Linked DNA regions of Gossypium arboreum: region 1 is linked to region 2. Evidence: chromatin contacts called from public Hi-C data. All regions are on one chromosome and are shown on one strand. Each heading gives the region's core, a stretch centred on a gene start, on an enhancer-like site or on the middle of the called end of the contact. The rest is flanking DNA. Distances are from core to core; before and after follow the strand shown.

Evidence for each region. A called contact is a pair of places that touch in the nucleus more often than the background predicts.
Region 1: a contact with region 2 is called in a Hi-C map of leaf, with 2.4 times the contacts expected there. The contact joins the promoter of LOC108470477 here to the promoter of LOC108474219 in region 2. A contact is called at or near these places in 2 of 5 Hi-C or Micro-C datasets (both in leaf).

What each region holds. Positions count from the first base shown.
Region 1 is chr11:106,123,995-106,128,971 of ASM2569848v2, forward strand. LOC108470477 reads left to right here and starts at 2,175. Exons shown (of 2, transcript XM_017771801.2): 1 at 2,175-3,173; 2 at 3,488-3,846. The coding sequence starts at 2,421. The coding sequence ends at 3,604.
Region 2 is chr11:105,863,092-105,868,032 of ASM2569848v2, forward strand. It overlaps LOC108474219 (cellulose synthase-like protein E1), which reads right to left and starts at 3,068. Exons shown (of 7, transcript XM_053021870.1): 1 at 2,690-3,068; 2 at 2,285-2,594; 3 at 321-452. The coding sequence starts at 2,961.

The DNA.
Region 1 (4,977 bases), core at 925-3,424, 260 kb after region 2:
AATTAATAATAATAAAATTGCACTTTGACCTCTCTTAAAATTATAAAAATTCGATTTAATTCTTTACAAATTATAAAGATATAAACTATAAAAAATTAAAATTTCGTCCGGCCCCTAAAAAAAATTTCTAGCTTTCACACTAGCTTGAATCCTCTACCACTTCGAAAGAACTTGAAAAGGAAACAAACTTCAAAAAAATCAAGAGAAAATTCACTTTTAACTCTCAAATTCACAAACTATTTTTCCAAAGTGAGAAAAACTTCAATATTCATTAACTTGGTCTAAAAGTGGGTGGCAAATGTCCAATGAAAAAAAAATGAAAGAGATACAAAAAAAATTTTAAAAAAAGATTTAAAATAAAGATAAGAGGTAAAAAAAACAATTTAAAAGAGATAAAAATATTTAAATGTCCCCATTATCTCCAAGTCTCCTTATTCAAGCTACCTTCTTATCATTTATTGTATGCGGACGTAATTTACTTGGTATAGAATCAACCAATGTGGGCTGCACTTCTTGTAAACGGACTATCACAATTTTGCTTTGATTTTCAACAGCTAATCCGTAAAGTCCATTGGATCTGTCGCGACTCTTTTTCTAATTCAATCCAACAAGAGCATGGCCGAAAGAGAAATTTATTTCAGAACTCCAAAATTGATCCAACAAAAGTTAAACTTGGACTTCTTAACGTCACACTCATCATAAGCCTCATTCAAGCTAATATAAATGATTTCTTGAATAAGAATTCAATTTGATTTTCACTTGTCTCACCTTGCTTTTAATAATTAGCCCATTAGGCAAAGTCCTGTTTTGTGGCTTCGGTCTACAACTCATGGGTTGGTATCATCTTCATTTATGAATTCAACATATGTTATTTTTAGGAAAAATAAATACCCAATTAATAAATCACTGTCTAAAACTTTTTTTATATTTTTATAGTTAAAATGATGGTTAATATATTGATTGAGTCTTAATTTAATTGGTAAGAATATTATTATTAATGTATTGTCAATATAAAAGGACGTGAGTTGAAGTGTACTGAAGTGTATTATGATCTTATTTATAAAACAGAGAAAAATTGAAAATTGAAAATGTCCAAAAAAGCAGAGAGTGAATGCACGTTTTATATAAATTAATGAAACAGACCACGTCTAGGCAGCGTAAAGTCTATACATGGTAATAACATATGTATCAGTCTTATATTCTTCTTCTAAATGTTAATATGGTATAAGCCATGTTGTATTAATCATATTAAAATTCTATCATGTTCAAAATTACTAATTACCAACTTGTACATAGATTCTTTTCTTTATTTTTTATATTAATTTCTTCCCAGGCCACTCCATGGTTCAACCTAAGCTAGGTTTAGGTTGGGGAGGCAGTTTTTAACAATACGAAGGCTTTAGCTGCAACGTGTTTGGTTTCCATGGAAAACGACTTACCAAAACAGACACAATGTGTTTCTTGTAATAAAAAAACACTTCCCTAATGCATACTCGAGACGGATTCCCCTCTCTTTAACCTAAACTTGCTATATATGTATATATATATAAATCCAACTCTCATGAAAGTTACCAGTGGATCAATACTTTGTTGATGATGGAAGACAAGTTTATTATCTGTGTTTGAAAATATGCCTACCCAATAAAGGTTTTATGAGAGGTAAATCTAGATGGTTTAGGAGAGAAACGATCTTTATCTTTTAACTTTGTAATTATAATAAAAGGAAGATACCAGTCCCTGGACAGTTGTATGCCCCTTTCACTTTCATCTTTTCTATCTTATTTTTCTCCTTTTTTTTTTTTTTCTTCGAAAACCTACCAGTCACTATCATTCCAAGCAAACTCCTACAAGCAACCGACACCTCCTTTTCCTTTTCTCTTCCTCTTTATTTTTTTTTTCTCATCATCTAAATTGGGAATCATTACTTAGTTTAATAATAATATGAAAAAATATACTATTGGGTGTGGTTATAGTATTCAAAACATTATCTGGTTTATTGTAGGCTGTTGGCTTCACTTTAACCAAACTGTTGGTATAGTATTCAAAACTTTTAACTGTTGACAAAAAAATAAAGAAAAAATTAAAAAACTAAAAAGAAATATCCTGGAACTGGGTACTTGAGGGAAGGCATTCTCTTAGTGGGTCCCTTTGGACCACCCTTAATTTGTCATCCTGTTAGAAGGGATAAGCTCATAGGAACTCAAAACTGTCATTTTTTTCTTGGTTGAAAGGTTTAATCTCTCACTCCAAAGAGCTAGAGGACACCATTTGTGCTGGTGGCCTTTGCTCTCATCACTCATAATTCCACATAAAACTCCTTGTAAAGCCACCTTTTTTGATCCAATAATTCAAATCCCTTCACCCACCTCACTTCCTATAATAACTCCCCCATTTGAATCAGATTCCATTTCCTAAAAAATATGATTCACCAAGAGATGGATATTGATCATGAATGGGTTTTCCTCCCTGATAATAGATTCCTGGATATCAATCAAGACCATGGAGGAAAACAAGTTTCTGATTCAAACCTTGTTTTCTTCACAGACTACTTCGATGAAGAACAGTCTCCACCGTCAGGGAATTCAGGGAAGATAGCTAAACAAGTTGTCCCAGTTCCATTTCCATTGGAACCAAGAATCCTTAAGGTTCCAGAAAATGAACTAGGGAAGGAAATCACCAAAAGGGTACCTCTTGATTTCAGTTCTACACCATCCATGATCCTTGAGAAGATCAAAGAAGCTGGTATGGAATCAGTTGGAGGTGATAAAGAAGTGAAGACACAAGTTTCGTTTAGGAAACCAAGTTACAACAACAATGAATCTGTCGACATGACCAACAAAATGGACTCACCAAGGTCCACTACGAAAGGAGTTATCCCTCAATTGGATGCTGCAGGTACGTTTAATTTTGACGATGAAACTGGATTTTTGGAGAACATGAGTTCCCCCAAAATAAAAGATTTGGTGGAAAAGAAAGCTGAGAATAAAGATGTAAACTGGGAAGAAAGCTCTGGTGGCCTTAATTTATGGAAATGGAGTTTGACTGGTATCGGAGCCATCTGCTCTTTTGGTGTTGCTGCGGCTACTTTTTGCATCATCATTTTTGGAACTCAACAAAGGAACAAACAACAACTGAACCAGAAACTGCTGTTCCAACGTTACAGTGATGACAAGGTATGAAAATTTTCTCACTTTTTCTTGTCTATTTTTTTAACTTTCCTGGAAAATTGAGAATCTTTGTAAATTTATAGTTTTAACTGATCTGATATTTGTTAAATAAAACATGTTGATGTGAACATTAGAGATATATTTTGTCTTCTTTATTACCCCTACAATGCAAATAATAATGAAAAGGATATACACATTTCATCATTTAAGAGTCCAAATTAAAAAGCAACACCATTTCTTCCAAATTACATCACATTAAATTTAGGGCCATTTTTAGATAATACTTGTAGATTAAGTAACTTAATTTGTTGTTATTGTAGAGGATGAAACAAGTGGTTCATCACACAACTAAACTCAATGAAGCAATTTCAATGGTGAGAGGAGTACCAATCACCAGAGCTCAAATAACATTCGGTGGTTACTATGATGGTATTTAAAGCAATGTTGCTTGGAGAAATCTGGACCACTCATCTGCTGTTGTTCTCCAAGTGTCAAGGATTTATTATGCCAGTTCTATACAAGAATGTTAAAATAGGGGTATCTGTGTTTTTGTACATAATAAAATGGTAAATGGATTGTGAATCCTGCTTGTAGTCCTGAAAATTCTATATTATAGTGTTTATTTAGCCACTTATAATAGATGCTTGCATCATTGGCATATGCAAGCATAGTTTTTAAACTGTGGGAGTTGATATTAGTGAAATGTCTACAAATCCAGCACTTATATTATATAAATATTGAGGAACATTAAATTTACTAAGATTTTTATCATTTCTCATCTCTCCATTCAGATTTGTTCTCTTGAATGGTTTCTACATATGCCATCTCCCTTGCAAAAAAAAACATATCTTAATTCACAAAATAAAGAAATTGAATATCACAATACAGTTTCAAAGGTCAAAGGAAAATTTGAAAATGGATGAAATGTTACAAAAATTAAATTTTGTGTTTATTAATTAAACAACATAAATGATATTTTTTTGGTCTCCTTAATTATTTGGGTCCATACTACATAATAGTCAAATTTATTAATCAACTAGCCACTATTATTTGCGTGATTTAAGATTGAGTCTGGATTTCAGCAATTTTTTAATGTAGTCAATGTTATTCGGAATTTTTTTTCTTGGTAGTAAATTAAAATAATAAACTTTAAGTTTTATTTCGATACAAAATACAGTTGGTACTAATTATATCAGTGCTTACCGATTGATTCGCCTTTACCGACCGAAATATGGTATATCAAGAGATAAAAAATGAATTTTAAAATATAATTTTAGATTTAAAGTTAAATATTTTATTCTTTATTTTGGATTTTGGAAGATTAAAATATGTCATAAGTTCATTTAGTCTTTTAAATTTTGAAATTTACTCATACTTTTATTTTCAAGAATTTAATTTATCTATTTTTAGATTTTAAAACAACGTTAATAGTTGGACTTGAATTTTAAATTCTAAAAATATATGGACTAAATTCTAAATTTTTTAATAGTAGAAGAATTTAAGGTATATTTTTAAATTTTTGAATTATGGATAGTATAGGATGATCTTATTGTTTAATTTATGGAATACTTTTTTACTTGTTCATTTTGAAATTGTTTGATGATAGATTGTATTTGCAAGGCTTATTAAAAGTATTTTATATAATTGATTAATATTTTATATTTAATATTTGTAAATATTATATATAATTTTTTAAATAGCAATAATACGAAATAAACCAATATAATATTAACTTTATTAATAAAAATAAAAACAATCAAATATATTTAAGTGCATATATTTTTTAATCAATTAAAATTATTGTTGGTTT
Region 2 (4,941 bases), core at 1,818-4,317:
ACATAGGTAATTTCTCTACACATTCAAAAAGATCTTTAATGGGAAGAAAAATTATTGTTCCCTCTGACTAATTCTTTTTCCAATCAGTGACTCAATTGGTTCAAAAGTATACGAATCTACGTTTGATAACTTAGTTGTTTGCAAGAGTTTGAATGCTTATTTAATTTTATAAGCTATTTATATATGCATTTAAACGTATAGAATTAATAGTATATTTATAAATGAATCTTATATTGTAAATTATTGATTAAGTGTTTATTTTTTTTTCAAAAATAATTTAGGGTACAATCACAATTATACCAAATAAAATTTATACTTACAAGAGCATTCATGGCTCCAGCTTTGAAATGGTGGTGATATTGAGGTCTTTTCTCTCTAGCCAAATACACTAGAGTTGGCAAAGGGTTGCCTTCAATATCCACAGCATTGGTGTCTCGTCCATCAATTAGTATCTAAGAAACATTAATCAAAACATCATTTATTAATTAAGCCCAACTATTCAAAGCCTAACTAATTAGAAGTTTATGAAATGAGCAATTTACTTGAAGAATGGTTTGATGATCATGTTTACTTGTAACAAAGTTCCACTCACGAAATCCTTTGTGTTGTTTATAGACTTGTTGTGGAATTTGGTTTAACTTTGTGGTGGTTTCAATCCTCATTTTCATTTCCTCGTATAATCTCTGCATTATTATTGACAAAGAAAAAAACAAAATTTTACATCAAATGTAGGTGCAAATAATTATATATTTAAAATTTGACATTAATTCAAAAAATATTTAAAATAGAAAAATTGATTACATGAATTTTTAAAAGTATTCATAGATATAAGTATTGTACAAATTACAAATAATATAATGTTGAATCAAATAGAAATATTATCAACTCAATATCTCGAAATAAAAATACATATATTTATAATTTATGTTTATTAGTATTATTATAAATATTGCTCGGTCCCTATTGTGCTGGAAAAGATTTTCAATGATATAAGCATAGAAGTCAAAAAGGAGGGGAAATAGCATGTATAAGTAACATATTATTGTGCCACATACCCAATTTTTTGGGGGAAGAAAATAAAAGAATGTAATTTTCTTTTAAACCTTAAACAAATTATTTTTTATTAACTAGCATGAGACAAAATGCTTAATTTCAAAAACAAACTTCTCTGTTTGGAAATAAAAATAATAAAATTAAGCTGGCCTGATTTTTATAATTATATCAACAACAATGCTCTGGTCCTACCAGTTTTTGGAAAAAAAAAGTTAGAAATCAATCGATTAAAAGTTAAATGGTGGATTTAAATTGTTGGATAAGTTAATTTAATAATTAATAAAATTTTACATTTCAGTTAATAATGGATTTTAAATAAAATTAAGAAAAATTAAAGTATAAATGAAATCTAATCCCTTACCAAAATATTTGAAAAATTAGTAAAATAATCTAAATTGATTTTTTTATCAAATTTAATATACTGGTTCTCTTTCTTTTAAGTAATATATTGGATTCATTAAACCTTCAATTTTAGATATCATATTAAATTAGAGTTAATTATATCAGACATCTCTAAATTATAATACTCATTTTAAATTAGTTTTCAAATGTCAATATATTCTAATTACATCATTAATTTATTAATGTTATATGAATCAGGTTTTTCATTATTGAAATTATTAGATACATAAAATCTTATGCGACATAATTAAAAATAAAAAAATAAAAAAAAATAAAATGTGGCCTCATAATTTTAAAATTAAAACTAAAAATAAAATAAAATTTAAATCAGAGAGCGAGAGAGAAAAATGATAATTTCTATAAAAGATTTAAAAATATTAGTTTTTCATTTTAATTTATGTCAGAAGATTTAACATTTTATTTAACGGTTAAATTAGCGATTTCAGTAATAAAATAATCTTATTTATATAATATTAATAATTTATCGATGTAATTAAAATGTTTTAGAATTTGATAAAAATCAAACAGGTCGAAATCATCCAACGAATGGTCTAGATATTTCAAGCATTGATTTAAGCGAAAATGTGGATAAAAAACCAAATGGGACCGAGCTGCTAAGGCTGAGGATACGTATGGTGCTTTTACTAGTCTATTTTTAGAGACGTGTGTCATCATCAATGATAATGCAGAAATGCACCCAATATAAATCTTATCAAGATTTTTTAACCCCACATAAAAAATTGCACTTAACCAAAAAAGCAAAAAGAAAAATAATAATTGCACTTAGAAGCAAACATTCGAACAACTTGCATGATTGATTTAAAATTACCTTAACTGAAGGCCATTCTTCGACATTGAGTGGTTCAGAAGCTGTCCTAAAGTAAGCCTCAGGAGACATGGGTTCCACTTTGAACTTCTTGCAGAAAGGCAGCCATGTCTTTGAGAAATTTGCAGCCTCTAACATGGCATAAAACGTTAAATTCGATCCTCCATCATCTGATAAATATACGCTTAACTTTTCAGGTGGATAATCATATGCCATCATAGATAGAACTGTGTTCACCACCATGCTCGGTGGCTCTAACAACGGATCCGCCGTGCACACAAATATGTCGATGCCCGGTAGTTCTTTTCCGAACCTTTCCAAGATTGAAAGTAATGAATTCAACGTAAATGGTCAATTATGAAATATGAAACAAACCGGGATGAAAACATAAATAAGATATGTATGTACCTTTGAGAGAGCCTGTGTATGAATGGAATACGGATGACAGCGTTCCATCTACAAACAGTGGTGAGAAGCCAATAAAATGAGAACCATAGCTCAGAAAGAAACAAGCCAATCCAAGTCCACCTCTCAGCTTTTCCTCCAATTGAGAAATACCTAATTCTATACATAACAATGAAGCAGATGCCAAGCAAGATTGAAGCTGCGATGCACCTGAACAGTATTCGTCCCTTAACTTGCCTTGTTTCGAACAGTGGAACATATTCATTTTCTGCCATTTCTCTCTCTCACACACACAGCTGAGCATCGATGTATTTGTTTATGGATTGAATTAATGATAAGCTCGGCTTTTACTTTTCAAAAGAAACAAAAAGGAGGAAGTATCTTCTAATGAATATGGGATCATGGGCCCATAATAAAGGTAGTCCAATAAATTCGATGTGAATTACAGTGGTAAACTTGTGTAAATTTTAAATTGATTAACATAAAATCTAAGGTTTAATCCCTGTAATTATAAATCCACATAAAATTAATTACAACAGTCATGGTCCCACAAAAATTTGAAAATTTTTTATTAAGCATTGCAAGATTAAATCAAAATGTTTTTAAATTATCTTTCAGAAATTCATAATAATATCTTTTTTTTCTTTAGACATACTAAGGGTTGAAGTTAACTAGCTCTGGTTTTCATGAATAATTTGATTTTAGTTTGATAAAACTTAAATGGTTTGATGTGAATATTTGTATGAGTTCTCATGGTACTAAACTGCTCTTTGTTTTTCTGAATTGACATGTAAATGTCATTCACATTTCTTCTAAATGCATTATATATCTTGCATATGATGTAAATCTTAGTTTAAAGGTAAGTATATAAGGTTTTATCCTTATTGTCTCACTAAGCTTTATGCTTAACGTGTCGTCGTTTTTATGCATAGGTCTTCCGAACTAAGGCTCGGTGTTTCTTGAGGATCACAAGCATACACCATTGTTTTCATTTGAAGAGTATGAAACCTTTGTATTTGTCATTAATAACTAATGACATGTACTGAAGAAGTCATTTAGGGGTGCATACATGATTGTTTCATATTACTTGTAATGGGGTATTAACCATATCTACTTTGGTTGGCCTTGAGCAACATGCTATATATACTTTGAATGTATCAATGCGTGCTTTGATTTTCCGTACTTTAGTTTGGTCATTGAATGGTTTTATATAAGTTTATTATGCTAGATTAACAACTTGAATGTTTTGACTTGTTTTGCCTCTTTTTTATTATGTTTTATGAACAAAGTTATCATGCTTTTAGTTACTTTTCGAATATGGTTTATAGAAATCTAGTTTGGAGGTGTTTTGGAAGTCGTTTTTGGCTACTAGAATGTGAGTTTTAAGTTACTTAAGTTTGGCCTTTGATATGGTGAAGTTTGGGGTTGAAAGAGGGGAGTTTTAGTGTAACGACTCGAAAGTTAGTGATGTCGAAAAATACGATTTCGGAACTCCATTTTTGGTAAGAGAGTTCTTAAATATTATTATTTAATATTTATGAGATTAGTATTAAAGTTTCATTAAAGTTTGGTCCATTAATTTTGTTAATCAAATAGCTAATTAAGGTACAAGGACTAAATTGTAAAGTGGTAAAAATTAATCGCTATGAATTTTTATTTAATTGAAGAACCAATTGAGTAAATAGACCATTAGAATATGGAAAATGGTGGTGGGTAGGGGTGAGCGTTCGATCGAATCAAATCGAGTGAAAAAAACTCGAGTTAACGAGTCCTATTTTATCATCTTAACTTCGTTTGAATTTTTTTCGAATCAAGTTGAGTGGAGTTGTTCGAGTTAAGCTAAAAATTAAACATGTCAAATTAAAATCTTGTTACAGTATAACTAATCTCATGTTAGAGCACATAAATTTGAAATCATATATATTTAATAACTTTTTCAAAAAAAAAAACTTTAGTATGATAAACATGAATCATTAATTAACTTATTTCAGGTCCCCAAAATTATTATTATAATTTTTAATTTTTAATTTTCTTTATATATATTTTAGAATCTTTTATATTTTTTAAAAATATAAATTTTGAAATTTTATAAATATTTTGAAATTTAAAATTATTTTAAATTTTTTGTAATTCCTTTTGAGAGATAGACCAATTTGCTCATTTTCAAACTTGATAGGGACCAAAAGAGTATTTACACCAATTTTTTATTCGAATTGTAAACTTCAACACAATTCAAACTCGAAAGTAGAATTACT